Linked DNA regions of Sus scrofa: all the other regions are linked to region 4. A link is a contact called in public Hi-C, HiChIP or PLAC-seq and promoter capture Hi-C data. All regions are on one chromosome and are shown on one strand. The core of a region is the stretch at or near the end of the contact, and the rest is flanking DNA. Distances in the headings are between cores, read along the strand shown. Region 1 holds the start of RFWD3 (E3 ubiquitin-protein ligase RFWD3). Region 2 overlaps RFWD3 (E3 ubiquitin-protein ligase RFWD3). Region 3 holds the start of GLG1 (Golgi apparatus protein 1). Region 4 holds the start of PDPR (pyruvate dehydrogenase phosphatase regulatory subunit, mitochondrial).

Evidence for each region. Promoter capture Hi-C pulls out the DNA fragments that hold promoters and counts their contacts. A called contact is a pair of places that touch in the nucleus more often than the background predicts. HiChIP or PLAC-seq counts read pairs in DNA pulled down with a chosen protein or histone mark.
Region 1: a Hi-C map of skeletal muscle shows a contact between it and region 4, with 6 times the contacts expected there. The contact joins the promoter of RFWD3 here to the promoter of PDPR in region 4. A contact is called at or near these places in 2 of 5 promoter capture datasets (fetal liver and skeletal muscle), 4 of 47 Hi-C or Micro-C datasets (heart right ventricle, liver and skeletal muscle) and 2 of 2 datasets of contacts at active chromatin or transcription factors (alveolar macrophages and skeletal muscle).
Region 2: a contact with region 4 is called in a promoter capture Hi-C map of fetal liver, with 8 times the contacts expected there. The contact joins the enhancer-like site here to the promoter of PDPR in region 4. A contact is called at or near these places in 5 of 5 promoter capture datasets (fetal liver, fetal skeletal muscle, liver and 1 more), 34 of 47 Hi-C or Micro-C datasets (adipose tissue, alveolar macrophages, blood and 17 more) and 2 of 2 datasets of contacts at active chromatin or transcription factors (alveolar macrophages and skeletal muscle).
Region 3: a contact with region 4 is called in an H3K27ac HiChIP or PLAC-seq map of alveolar macrophages. The contact joins the promoter of GLG1 here to the promoter of PDPR in region 4. A contact is called at or near these places in 2 of 5 promoter capture datasets (both in liver), 6 of 47 Hi-C or Micro-C datasets (blood, embryonic fibroblasts, heart right ventricle and 2 more) and 2 of 2 datasets of contacts at active chromatin or transcription factors (alveolar macrophages and skeletal muscle).

What each region holds. Positions count from the first base shown.
Region 1 is chr6:12,950,925-12,953,708 of Sscrofa11.1, forward strand. It overlaps RFWD3 (E3 ubiquitin-protein ligase RFWD3), which reads left to right and starts at 1,319. Exons shown (of 13, transcript XM_003481788.4): 1 at 1,319-1,547. It overlaps MLKL (mixed lineage kinase domain-like protein), which reads left to right. Exons shown (of 11, transcript XR_002344504.1): 11 at 1-252.
Region 2 is chr6:12,992,256-12,994,977 of Sscrofa11.1, forward strand. It overlaps RFWD3 (E3 ubiquitin-protein ligase RFWD3), which reads left to right. Exons shown (of 13, transcript XM_003481788.4): 13 at 1-1,797. Among named protein-coding and RNA genes, the nearest start is that of GLG1, 18 kb to the right of the region's middle. Within about 2 kb of position 1,341, at least 14 of the 83 cell types and tissues checked have an H3K27ac peak or open chromatin away from gene starts, as enhancers often do. A contact at or near this core is called in adipose tissue, alveolar macrophages, epiblast stem cells and 2 more, where this site is marked.
Region 3 is chr6:13,010,018-13,013,136 of Sscrofa11.1, forward strand. It overlaps GLG1 (Golgi apparatus protein 1), which reads left to right and starts at 1,812. Exons shown (of 27, transcript XM_005664351.3): 1 at 1,812-2,332. The coding sequence starts at 1,844.
Region 4 is chr6:13,185,484-13,188,629 of Sscrofa11.1, forward strand. PDPR (pyruvate dehydrogenase phosphatase regulatory subunit, mitochondrial) reads left to right here and starts at 1,894. Exons shown (of 20, transcript XR_002344509.1): 1 at 1,894-2,136.

The sequences.
Region 1 (2,784 bases), core at 69-2,568, 240 kb before region 4:
AGTAGACCCTGCCAATGTTGCTCCAGGCATTGTTTATCAGTTTTGCTTCTGTAATCTTGCTTGCTCAGTTTTTTAGGCAGGAGCACCCTCTGCTCTGGGAAGGGAGAAGTTTGGGGCTGCTTACATGAGAAAAATAAGACCCTGTACTGTATAAAAGTTTCTGAGAACAAAGACCTGGTGCTCAGACTCTGGAGGTGACTCCTCTGAGCCCACAGTGGTGTGCTGAATAAACCTTGCTTTTCCATCTCCGAGTGCCGTTTGTCTCTTTCCGCTGCCACGGTTTCTGCAGTTTCTGCCGCAACAGGTTTAAAGGAGAAAAATGTTGAAAAATTAATTATTTGGATTTTCCCTGACTTTCAATGATCTACGTTCTCATCTGCTACCAGTTACATTGAAAAGTGGCAGTTGAGCAAAGCAAATTTTGGCAATGTGTAGTCTGTGCCTGAAGTTTGGATTTTTAGGTCTTCCTCAAAAGTGATATTTCATCTTTCATGCAGGTGCTTAAAAAATATTTGCCGTAAGTGATGTGATGATAGTTTAGTAGCAGACAGCTTACTGCAATGGTTTGGAATGGAAGAGGTCGTGTAGGCAAGTTTTGTTGCCTACTTTCTCTCTCTCTTTTTTTTTTTTTTTTTTTTTTTTTTGTCTTTTCTAGGGCTGCACCCGTGGCATATGGAGGTTCCCAGGCTAGGAATTCGAATTGGAGCTGTAGCTGCCGGCCTACGCCACAGCCACAGCAACATGGGATCTCAGCCATGACTGCAACCTACACCACAGCTCACAGCAATGCAGGATCTTTAAGTCATTCAGTGCGGCCAGGGATCGAACTCGCAACCTCATGCGAGTGGATTTATTAACCACTGAGCCACGACAGGAACTCCTTCTTTCTTTTTCTTTTCTTTTCCTCTTTTTTTTTTTTTTTGTCTTAGGTAAGTTTTCATTAGCTCCTCAATCCCACTAGATGCTATCTCTGAACCGGGTTGTCCCACTCCTCTTTACAGGCTCTGGGATTCCGTGTGCAATATTGTGAAATTATTGAATTAGCTACCAGCCTTTGGATAAAGAAAGGTCCTTTATTAAAGAGTTAGGAAGAAGCAGCATGAGCCACTATTTTAATGTTTTCATCTTTCGAAATGGACCAAAAATCTTCCCCTTTCTGCTTTCTCCCGCCAGTAAGTTCAAATAAAGAGCGGCAAAACCCTTCTTCCGCTTTTCTCTTTGGGGGCCCGGACGCGAGCTGACGGACGTGGATATCTACCAATTGTACGAGGTCTCCTCGAGCGTGATCCCGCCCAATCCGTTTACGAAGGGCCAGCCAATGAAAGCTCCGCTGTTTTAGCCAGGGGCCAGCAAGGAAGAAGAAGAAAGGGTATTGGCCGTCGGCCGAGACTGCCGCCCAATAGAAGCAGGCCAAGCCCTCTACTCAGGCGCGCCGCTTGAGTTGCTGGGGAAGCGGCTGTTGGAGTCTGTTCAACGCGAGTGTTTTCGGGGAGATAGCTGCTTCCCCTGCGGCCTCAAGCGTCTGACCACTGTTCTTCCGGATTCAGGTGAGATGGGCGCTTGCCTATCGGAAAACTTGGGCCTCTGGCTCCGAGATGACTTCCCGATCGGGGTCCCTGGACATAGGGCCAGGGGACTCCCCCACGAGGTGGGCTGCGGGCTGGCATGGAACCCGGCGGTCTGAGGAGGTCCTACGCGGCCCCGACAGTCGGGCCCTCGCTCTTTCTCTGTTGCTGGAGAGGCGGCAGAAGTGAAGATGGGGGCAGGGTAGCAGGAACTTCGGAAGGAATTAGAAGTTCTGGCCGCTTTCCAGGAATCCGATCCTCGAACTCACCTAATGCAAAAAATTGCCATCCCGGGGAGCAACCCCCCACTCCCCGCTTGCATCACTTTAAAAGTTGGCTGAAGGACCTAATTTTCGTTCTGTCCAACTTTATCTCACAGCAACACTGTGACGTAAACACTTTTGTTATCCTAATTTTACAGACGAACGAGTCAAACAGAAGCTAGGAAACTGTCCTGAGGTCCCCCAGGTAGGACGTGACAGAGTAGGGATTTGAACCCGAGTCGGCTCGACTCCCCGCCGGCGCCTTTTATTCTTTTAATTGGGATCCATCGTCCCGCCTGGTGCGGACTTTGCTTGAAATCTGAGTGACAAAGCTTGGGAAGATGTCCTAGGACGAGGCTGCTCAAGGCTTGGGGGCGGGGGGACAGCCGGCAGCCTTTTGCTCTGGGCACCCCCGGTCAGCGCCCGGCCTGGGGGGATCTGTGTTTCCCCACATGGATTGAAAAGACTTGTTCTAGGACAGCGCTGTTCAGAGAACTTTCTGCCAAGATGAAACTACTCTCTATCTCTCCTCTCCTCTCTGTCTCTCACGGTTTCTCTCAATATCTGGTGCTGATATGTCCTTAGTTGTTGGGGGCGGGGCTTGGTTTGGTTTTGTGGTTTTTGCTTTTTGTTTTTAGGTGTTTGGTAATTCAGTAGATCCCTGGCCTCGTCCCGTGGGTTAAAGATCCCGCCTTGCTGTGAGCTGTGGTGTAGGTTGCAGACATGGCTCCGAAATGGTGCTCTGTGGCATAGGCTGGCAGCTGCAGCTATGATTTGACCCCTAGTCTGGGAACCTCCATATGCTGCAGGTGCAGATCCAAAAAGACAAAAAAAAAAAAAAAAAAAAAAAAAGAATTCCTTCCTTTTTTTTTTCTGTGAAAAAATATTATATAGTCAAAGCCTCATGTGTACCCCTGCACCCTCCCTCTACTGAATTTGGTTTTTTTCATGCCTGG
Region 2 (2,722 bases), core at 91-2,590, 190 kb before region 4:
CCAACCATCTTGATGCAGCGTGGACACAGAAGAGTCTTCATGTGAACACAAGAGGGCGCTGAAGTACCTTGGGACAGATTTGATCTATTTCCGACCTTAGCGGCTGAAAACCTTTTAGTGTAACTTGGTCCCATCCCAGGTGTGTGGTAGAGCGCATCCAGTCTGCTTCGTGGCAGGAACAGTTATGTTCCAGGTGTGCCATGCTGGGATATGGGCACACTCAGTGATGAAGGTGGCTGGCGGACCCATTCCTAATGCCGAGTCTACCCAGTTCATCACACTGTGGCAATCAAGGAAAGAGACCCCTTGTTTGAGCACTAGAGAAGCCTCGCTTTTTTTCTAACCAGCTTAGGATCTCAGGATTGGTTTTATATAAGCCAGTGCTTTGAAGGCCACTCTTTTCCCCTCTCGCTAAGAAGAGATAAGCCATATGTCAGAGCTCTCGAGGCTCTCCTAGGATGAGATGTCAGGAGCAAGGAGCCATAACCAAGAGAGGCTGACGAAAGAGAAGCTGCTCAAACTGCTGTTGACAGCAGGAGAAGGGCGTGTTTGTCTCTTCCGTTAGCGTTTCTGAATAAAGCCAGCCCCCTGGAATGAGGGGCCATTCTTGAGCATGTCTGGGACTCCCCCGTTAAAGCCTTCCCCCAGGTGAAACTGATGTTGGATTCCGAGTTCCTCTGATTTGCCTGCCTTCCTAACTTTTTTTAAAAGGGTTCCTGGTATCATAGTTATTCTCAGGACGATATTAGTGGTGGATTTACAGGGAGATGCTCAACCATCATTCATTCTAGTCCTGGATTGTCCAGCTTTCTCTCTAATAGAGGGTTTAGTTTATATCTGTTTGCTTTGCCAAAGGCTACTGTGTTAAACTGCTGTCCCCAACAGAACATGTCTCAAGGCGTGCTCCTTGTTCTTGGGAGCAGGATGGCGAATAGTGTGATTTTCTTAAATAACTGTTGTAGAAATGTGGTTTTTATTTTAAAACAGTTCTGACCTGTCGGTTCCTGAGCTGTTTCCAGCATTTCTCCTGGCTATTGCAGTAGATTTCCCAGAGTTCCACCTTTTAGTTGTGCTTTTTTAAGAGTGGCCTCCTTCTATTTAAGGACCTCTTTCAAAAAGCCGGTTTCCAAGGCTTAGGAAAGAGTCCGCTTTCTCAGAGGAGGTATTCCCTTTGATATGTTGATGATTGAGAATGCCAGGGCATAGAGCTTCCGGTGGCAGGAAAAGATTTGAATTAAAAAGCAGAACTCTTGTGGTTTCTGCCACTGATCAGAGAGGATGCGAGTGCTCTGGTTCTGGCCGCCTTTGTCTTGGGCAGGAGCAGAAACCAGGGCAGGGCTGGGATTTGACTAATGTTGCAGTTACACTCAGCGGAGGCCAGTTCATTCCTCCCCAGCATAGGAACCAAGGGACTGGTATTACTAGAGGAGTTGAAAGAATCTCATGTCCTACCAATCTTTGCATTCCTCTAGTAAATTTAGATGTTTTAGAAACAAATTCTTGTGACGGACTGATTTCTCCAAAGGAAAAAACTTCACCCCTGGCCCTGCTCCCCTCTGCCTGGCAGCAGAGGTTACAGCTGAGACCAGGCTCTGCCCCACCCCGTTCCCTCTCCCTGTCTCTGAGCTCGTTCCCTATTTGGGGGTTTGGAGTTAAAGCAACCTCAAAATATGTTCTTACTGTATATATCCTGAACCTGCTTTGAAAACCAGTGTGTCTTTGTTTAAGTTCTATATTTTATGTTTGTGTTTTACTCTTTAATGTTAATATGAATAAAACATTTACCATGTGTACCAGCTCTTGAGGTCTTTTGTCTTTTTGACCGCTAGAGGCAGGATCGTGTCTCCCTTTGGAGGAGGGTTGCAGTTGCAGCCCAGTAGGTCTTCATTCATTTCGTATAGTCAGATCCAGGATGGGCCCTGGACCTGAAGTGAAAATCTTGTTTAAATTGATGAGGTAGTTGAGGCTGTTGTTGGACATTCTCTTTTACTGTTGCTACGGAGACGGTCTGTGTTTGCCTGTTAAGAACTTCCCTACACTGGTCATTTGTTTACTCTCGGATCCAGAGGTCTAAATGCTGCAACTGCATCTCCCAGACTCTGCCTGCTGGCTTCCTATGAGTCGAATCCAGAAGACTATAATATGGGAAGAGGAGAGAACTCACCCTTTTCTTTTTCTTTTATATATATATATTTATTTATAAATACATATTTATTTATTTATTTATTTTTGCTTTTTAGGGCTGCACCTGCAGCCTATGGAAGTTCCCAGGCTAGGGGCAAATTGGAGCTACAGCTGCCGGCCACAGCCACAGCAACATGAGATCCAAGCCACGTCTGCTCATGGCAACATCAGATCCTTAACCCACTGAGCAAGGCCAGGAATCAAATCGCCTCCTCACGGATGCTAGTTGGGCTTGTTAAATGCTGAGTCATGAAGGGAACTCCACCCTTTTCTTTCTATTAGTCTTTGGCAGCTTTTCTGAGGGTGGTGGCAGCACTGGGCAAATGTGGGCTCCTGGGTTTGTGCTCAGCACAGTTCTGGCCACTTGCTCAGCTTCTTTTTCTGTTGAGTTCAGGGATCCCTTTTGCCATAAATAATGGGGTTCTGGGATTAGACTGGAAAGGCTGAAAATGTTTTCTAGCCAAACAGCAAGTGGAATTTAATAGATTACAGGAGGACTAAATCCATAGGTATAAATAAGCTTAACATTGTCAGGGAG
Region 3 (3,119 bases), core at 562-3,061, 180 kb before region 4:
TTGGGTTTCCTCACTGCAGGCTGTCAGGCTACTGCTGGCTTCTCATAGCAGACTGTCACTTCCTAGCCTTAAACTGGCTTACAGTAAACTCTCACTGGTTGTCTGAGCACATGCAGACCCATCATTGAAAATTCGTAAGTCTTAGTGACTTTTCAAGAACTTTAGGTCTCTAGCCTGCCTGAGATTTGCCTACGCCATACATCTGTTAAGCAACATGAGCATTTATCTGGTCTACCCTGGGCTAAGTCAATGCTCAAGGTTGGCACCACATTATGGCAGTAGGAGGGGTGACTTTTGGTAGCGATGTCAACATACCCTCATTCCTAGAGATGGAGGCCTCTGGTCAGCCACAGTGTGCAGTTTTGTTTTTTAACGATTTTTATTTTTTCCATTATAGTTGGTTTCACGGTGTGCAGTTTTTTACCCCCAGAATATTCTCTGTCTCAGGGGTTCCTTTGGGGCCCATGAGCCCCCACCTGACTTTTCAGGTTCTACTTATATCTAATCTGGTCTTCACTGCTCATTTGTAGGTCAGGACAGCAGAAGGTTCATTTTTGAACATGGATGACTAGTTGGGATCACATGCTCCAAGCTGCCCTCATTCTTCAATATGGTATATTGGCAGAGTGGGATAAAAGTGCACCACATCAGTAAGCGCCCAGGGATTCTGGTCCCAAGCTGGCAAAGTTCATCCTGGGCAGGACATTTAACCTGCTGTACAGAACCATTACCATCTCTCCCATTCCTCAGTTGACTCAGAACCCAACCCAGGCCTGAGGCATGGCTCAAATGACACAATAGATGTGAAGATGCTTTAGGAAATATCATCTCACTGATGGAAGTCTGGTCTGGACACTGGTGTAAAGAGAAGCAACCATTCCAGCCTATGGTGCTGCTGAAGATGCCGCATGCAGGAAAGCAAGATGGTTACTGAGGCACAGACTTCACCCGAGGCCTCAAAGTCATGCTTAATTATTTTCTTTCCTTCCTTGAAAGATGAATTTAAAATCTGACTCACAGGGTGTTCCCTTTGTGGCTCAGCAGTAACGAATCTGACTAGAATCTGGGAGGAGGCAGGTTCTATACCTGGTCTGGCTCAGTGGGTTACGAAAAAAAAGGAAAAAAAGAAAAAAAAATCTGGCTCACAGGCAAAGGGCTTCCCAGTTTATTTGAAACACTGTTACAACTTTTTGAATTCCATACTGTGGATTAGACACTTTTTTTTTTATTATTTCCGATCTTCACAATTACACTTTACAGTAGGGCTCCTACTCTTCTTTCTCAAAGGCTCAGAGAAGTTAAAGGACTTGCCTAGTCTGCGGAAGCGCAAGGATTATAACGGAATCTGGGCTCCTAACCCGGCTGACCTCTTCTCTGGGTAAGAAAGACTTTTGAGGCAGATGGAGGGAAGCAAGGAGAAATGCAAAATGAGGTTTTTAGATTCCAGAATACACCTGATCGTGTAAAGTTCACCTCTACACATAAAGTTTTTTTTTCAAGTCATTAGACGGGGGACATACTCTACCGGCCATCTTGGTTGTGGCAACTCCGATTTTTAAAAAAAATTTTTTTCTGTGACGACAACCAAGGGAATTAGGCAAAGCCGCCCTACCTAGGGTTATTGAGGAGCACCAGGAAATCCCCCGGCAAAGAGCGCTGCTTTCCTGCCGCAGAGGTGCAGGCAGCGGACACCCCCGGCCTTTGCTCCCAGCTGGCGGGTCGGCGCCAGCGCAGGAGGAGCTCGGACGGACCCCGTCAGGCCCCGCCCCGCCGCCCCGCCGCCCCGCCCCCTTATCTAAATACGCGGCGCCGGCGGGTGCGTCGAGCTCGCCGCGGACCCAAGATGGCGGCGTGTGGACGTGTACGGAGGATGTTCCGCTTGTCGGCGGCTCTGCAGCTGCTGCTGCTCGCGGTGCTCGGGGCAGAGAAACTCTCCGGCCCAGGCGGCCACAACCAGGGCCAGGGCCAGGGGGGCAACTTTCTGCCTCTCGTAGGGCAGCCTGGAGGCGGCGGGCTGGCGGGTCAGCCGCTGCTCCAGCTGCCTCAGTCATCTCAGTTCCAGCAACAGCAGCAGCAGCAGCAGCAACAGCAGCAACAGCAGCAGCAGCAGCAGCAGCAGCAACAGCAGCAGCAACAGCCTCAGCAGCCACAGCCGCCTTTCCCGGCGGGTGGGCCTCCGGCCCGGCGGGGCGGAGCAGGGCCTGGCGGGGCTGGCGGGGGTTGGAAGCTAGCGGAGGAAGAGTCCTGCAGGGAGGACGTGACCCGTGTGTGTCCCAAGCACACCTGGAGCAACAACCTGGCGGTGCTCGAGTGCCTGCAGGACGTGAGGGAGGTGAGGAGGCGGGACGGGGCCGGGAGGTCCAGGCCTGGTGCGGGCCCGAGGGTGTTGCCGGCCTTGACGCCGGTCTGCTGCTTTTCTGGCTTCCTCTGTGGTGCGCTCGCTCCTTCCCTCTCTGCCCCTTGCCCTGGCGCTTTCCAAAAAGGGACCCCACCCCCACCTTTCATTCCCTCGGGGTGCGGGGCCTGGGACTCAGATCCCGGCTCCGCGCGGCTATCAGCGAAGGCCCAGAGCGTGTTTATGTTTGCTCCGGTCTTTTGTGTGATGCTCTAAGCTCTGTGGCTCCTCGCTGAAGACCTGTTTAGGATTTTGCCACGCGTATCGACTTGGATAATTTGTAGCAACCTTTTTAAACACGAAAAATGGTTGGCGTACTTCAGCTGTTAAAGAATGTCCTGGTGTTTGTTGGCGGTAGATAACGTTTGTTTAGACAACTCGGGTTCTATTCTGATGTGTGTTACGGTCAGCAGCCGAATTTACTGTCTTTGCCCTAGTCTTTTGTAATTCGAAAATTCCTGTTATTTACCAGCTTCTGAAACTAATGTGTGCTTTTTTTCCGCCTTAACTTCTTTTGGTTAATTTGTAGTGAATCTCAGCTGTAAGATCACTCCAAGTGATTCAGAGTCCCAAAGCTTGAAAAGTTGGGGTAGCGTTTGAAGTTGTAATACAGCTACAGTATTTATGATTGCTTTGTGGAGTCTTTGCCTTTGTGACGTCTGAATATGATTTTAACAGTACCTCTTAATGCAATCTAGGTTTGGGATTGTAGCAGAATTTCTCC
Region 4 (3,146 bases), core at 644-3,143:
AGATGTCTCTTGCACATCCCCTTGTTCTGGGGAAGGAGAAGCTCTGTGGAGTGGATGGGTACCCTCAGACAGAAATGAAGGTACTTTTTCTCCATCCTTCCTGGCTCCACCCACCATGTGACACTCTGGAGCATGAGGCACTAGAACCTAACTTGGAGGGAAGAGGTGCTCCAAGCTCCGGTTCTTGGTGTGCAAAGCAAATCTTGGCATAGATCTTTTGAAACAGCTGCTAGTGGTACCTTCCTCACTTCCTGTAATTCCTGCCCTTGAGAGAGTGAAAAGGAGAAGGCAGAAGGTTTACAAAGATAAAATAGATGCATCTAAATATCAGGTGAGGGAGTTTCCGTTGTGGCTCAGTGGGGTACGAACCCAAACAATATCCCTGAGGTTGTGGGTTCGATTCCTGGCCTCGCTCAGTGGGCTAAGGATCCAGAGTTGACAGGAGCTGTGGTGGAGGTCACAGATGCGGCTTGGGTTGGCATTCCAGTGGCTGTGGCCACAGCTCCAATTTAACCCCTAGCCTGGGAACTTCTCTATGCCTGGATGCGGCCCTAAAAAGACAAAAAAAAAAAAAAAAAAAACACACACACACAAACAACAAGAACAACAACAACAAAAAACTGTGACAGCGTTCCCTCGTGGCACAATGGGTTAAGGATGTGGCATTGTCACTTCAGTGGTTCAGGTTGCTACTGTAGTGCTGATTTGATCCTTAGCCTGGGAACTTCTGCATGCAGCCGGCGACCTAAATAAATAAATAAATAAATACTTGTGACATTTTCCTCCTGAAATTGCCACATCTAGGTATCAAGTACATCTTAGCAAGAATATGCCTCAGATCTGTTAGTCTATAATGTCTTCATTTGGGAGCAGCTGGTGACCATAAGCTTTAAGCCCATAACTGAACCATTTAAGTACATTTCTTGCACCGAAGCCAGGAACGCCTTGAACATTCATACATCAGGGTAGCAAAATGCAGTGTCTGTTGCCGGGAAACCAGACCTCAAATGGGCTGTCTTGTGTGAGTTCACTGGCAAGTAAAAATGCATAAAGTGCAAGTTTCAGGCTGGCATGGTGACACAGGGGTCCCTGGAACTTCACTGCCACACTTTAGTGGCAGAAGCCCTTTCTTGTGCACGGCTGAATCCCATCACCTGGCACAGTGCCAATCCTTTAACACAACTGGTTTGAGTGGTGAGATGGGCTTGGGTGTGGCCCCAAGTGGAGAGAAGCCTGTACCATTAGATCGCTTTCCATTCTAAGAAATATTTACTGGATAACGTGCCACACGCTAAGCGCTGAGAACACAGCAGAATAGGAGATTTAGGGTCTACTGTCAGAGGGCAGAGTGTGCAGCTAGTTGGGAAAGGTAGTCAACTAATTTACTTTAGCACAAGTTCTATAAAGGAAAGAAAACAGCGTGATGTGCTAATAAGCAAGGTGCCCAGATCGCAGGTCTTCTTAAACTGCCTCTGAGATCGGGCGGGGACAGCAGAAAAGATTCCTGATCCGCTGTACTAGTGATTCGCCCAGGAAGACCGCAGCAACGGCCAAAAACAGAGCAGCTTTCGGTCCAAGAATCTTTTTTAGGCCCTGGACTGAGTGTCCTTAGGCGGCAGACACGTGGGACCGGACCTGAGGACTCGCCTCGCGCGCGCGGTAAGAGAACCCCTGCCCTCCGCAGGCTCCACCAAAGCTCCGGCCATCTTGGCCGTCCCAGCTGCATCGGTAGAAATCGGTAAGGTCCGAAGCTGCAGTTCTAAAGCGACTTTGAAACACCCCGCCTCCAGTGCGACTGCATCTTCGTCGAGACGGTGGTTCCCCTCCGCCCACCTTCAAGCGGAGACACTCGGGACCCAAACAACCCCCCACGTGTCAGGGGCGGAGCAGTCGATGACGTCACGACGCGCGTGCGCGAGTGGGATCACGCGCTGCCGTACCCTTCCTACGGATCGTAAAGCGCGGAAGGTCGCGGACTCAAGCTTCCCCGGAACTTTTTCGGCCCACCGCCCCGCCCCCTTCCCATTCCCTGTCCCCACCCCCCTTCCGGCCCCCAGGACCCCAGCCAACTGTTGTGGTCGCTTCCCTGCTTCAGCCGGGGTGTGGCTGCTTGCGGAGCTTGTGGAGGCCGGTGAGGTAAGGAGAAGCTCCGGGGGCCGCTCTGGCCTCCGGGTCTGCTCGGACTTTGCCGCCACGGGGCCCTCAGCCCCCCACCCCCGTTCCTGCTGGGGGCTCCCGGCCGCGCTTCGTTTCCCGTGGGTTCTGCCTGGTCCTCCCGCAGGCTCGTCCTGGCGCCGGGACTCCGCCCGCCCGGGCCGACACTGCGTTGCCCGATCTTCCTTAATCTCACCCGCGGCAGTGGCGCCTAGCGGACCGGTGCCCGGCTCCCCGGTTCTTCCAGGCGCCCTCAGCCTAGCCCGGATGCCCAGGACGGCGGGAATGACCTCGTTCCTGGCGCCCCGCCTCGGGCTTGCACACCGCCCCCCCGCCAGCCTCCGCAGCGGGGGTCAGGCTTGTTCAGCTGGGCCAGGTCTGCAGGTGAAATTGTTTTCCCGCGTGGAAACGTGGTCCGCTTGCGCTTAATTAACTAGTAAAACTGCTGCGGAGTCGGCAGTGAAGTTACCTGGAAAGTCCAGGCCGGGGCAGTGAGCTCGCTACTAACGTTTGACCTCTTGGTTCTGATGTGTTTGACCCTGAGGTTTGATTCAAGCATTTTCAAGCTTTTTTCGCCCTCGCTTGTGTAGGGGGATGCGGGACATGGAGTTAGCCTGTGTGAAAGGGACACTTTTCCAGGGCCAGGGATTTGTATTTGTACAGGGATTTGTATTCATTTCTTAAACTAGTCTGATTATCTGGTACACTTGTTGAAAAAAACAGCAACCTGAACCAGCAGGATCAGAATGTTAAGAGATGGACTCTGGGAGGAAGAGTGTGTCTGTGACTTGAGTTTTAAAGCAGGTGTCCCAGGGGGCTCTTGCCGAGGCAGGTGTGGGAAATGATGTGTTCATCTCTGTCTTCTTACCCAGTCTTCCTTGGGACTAGCAGCCCATTTCTCCAGGGTGCTGTGGCCATGCAGAGGAACAGCTCAGAGGGAGTCGGGGCTGTCCTCTTGTTCTAGGTGTAAGCAGATCTGAGCATAACCAGCC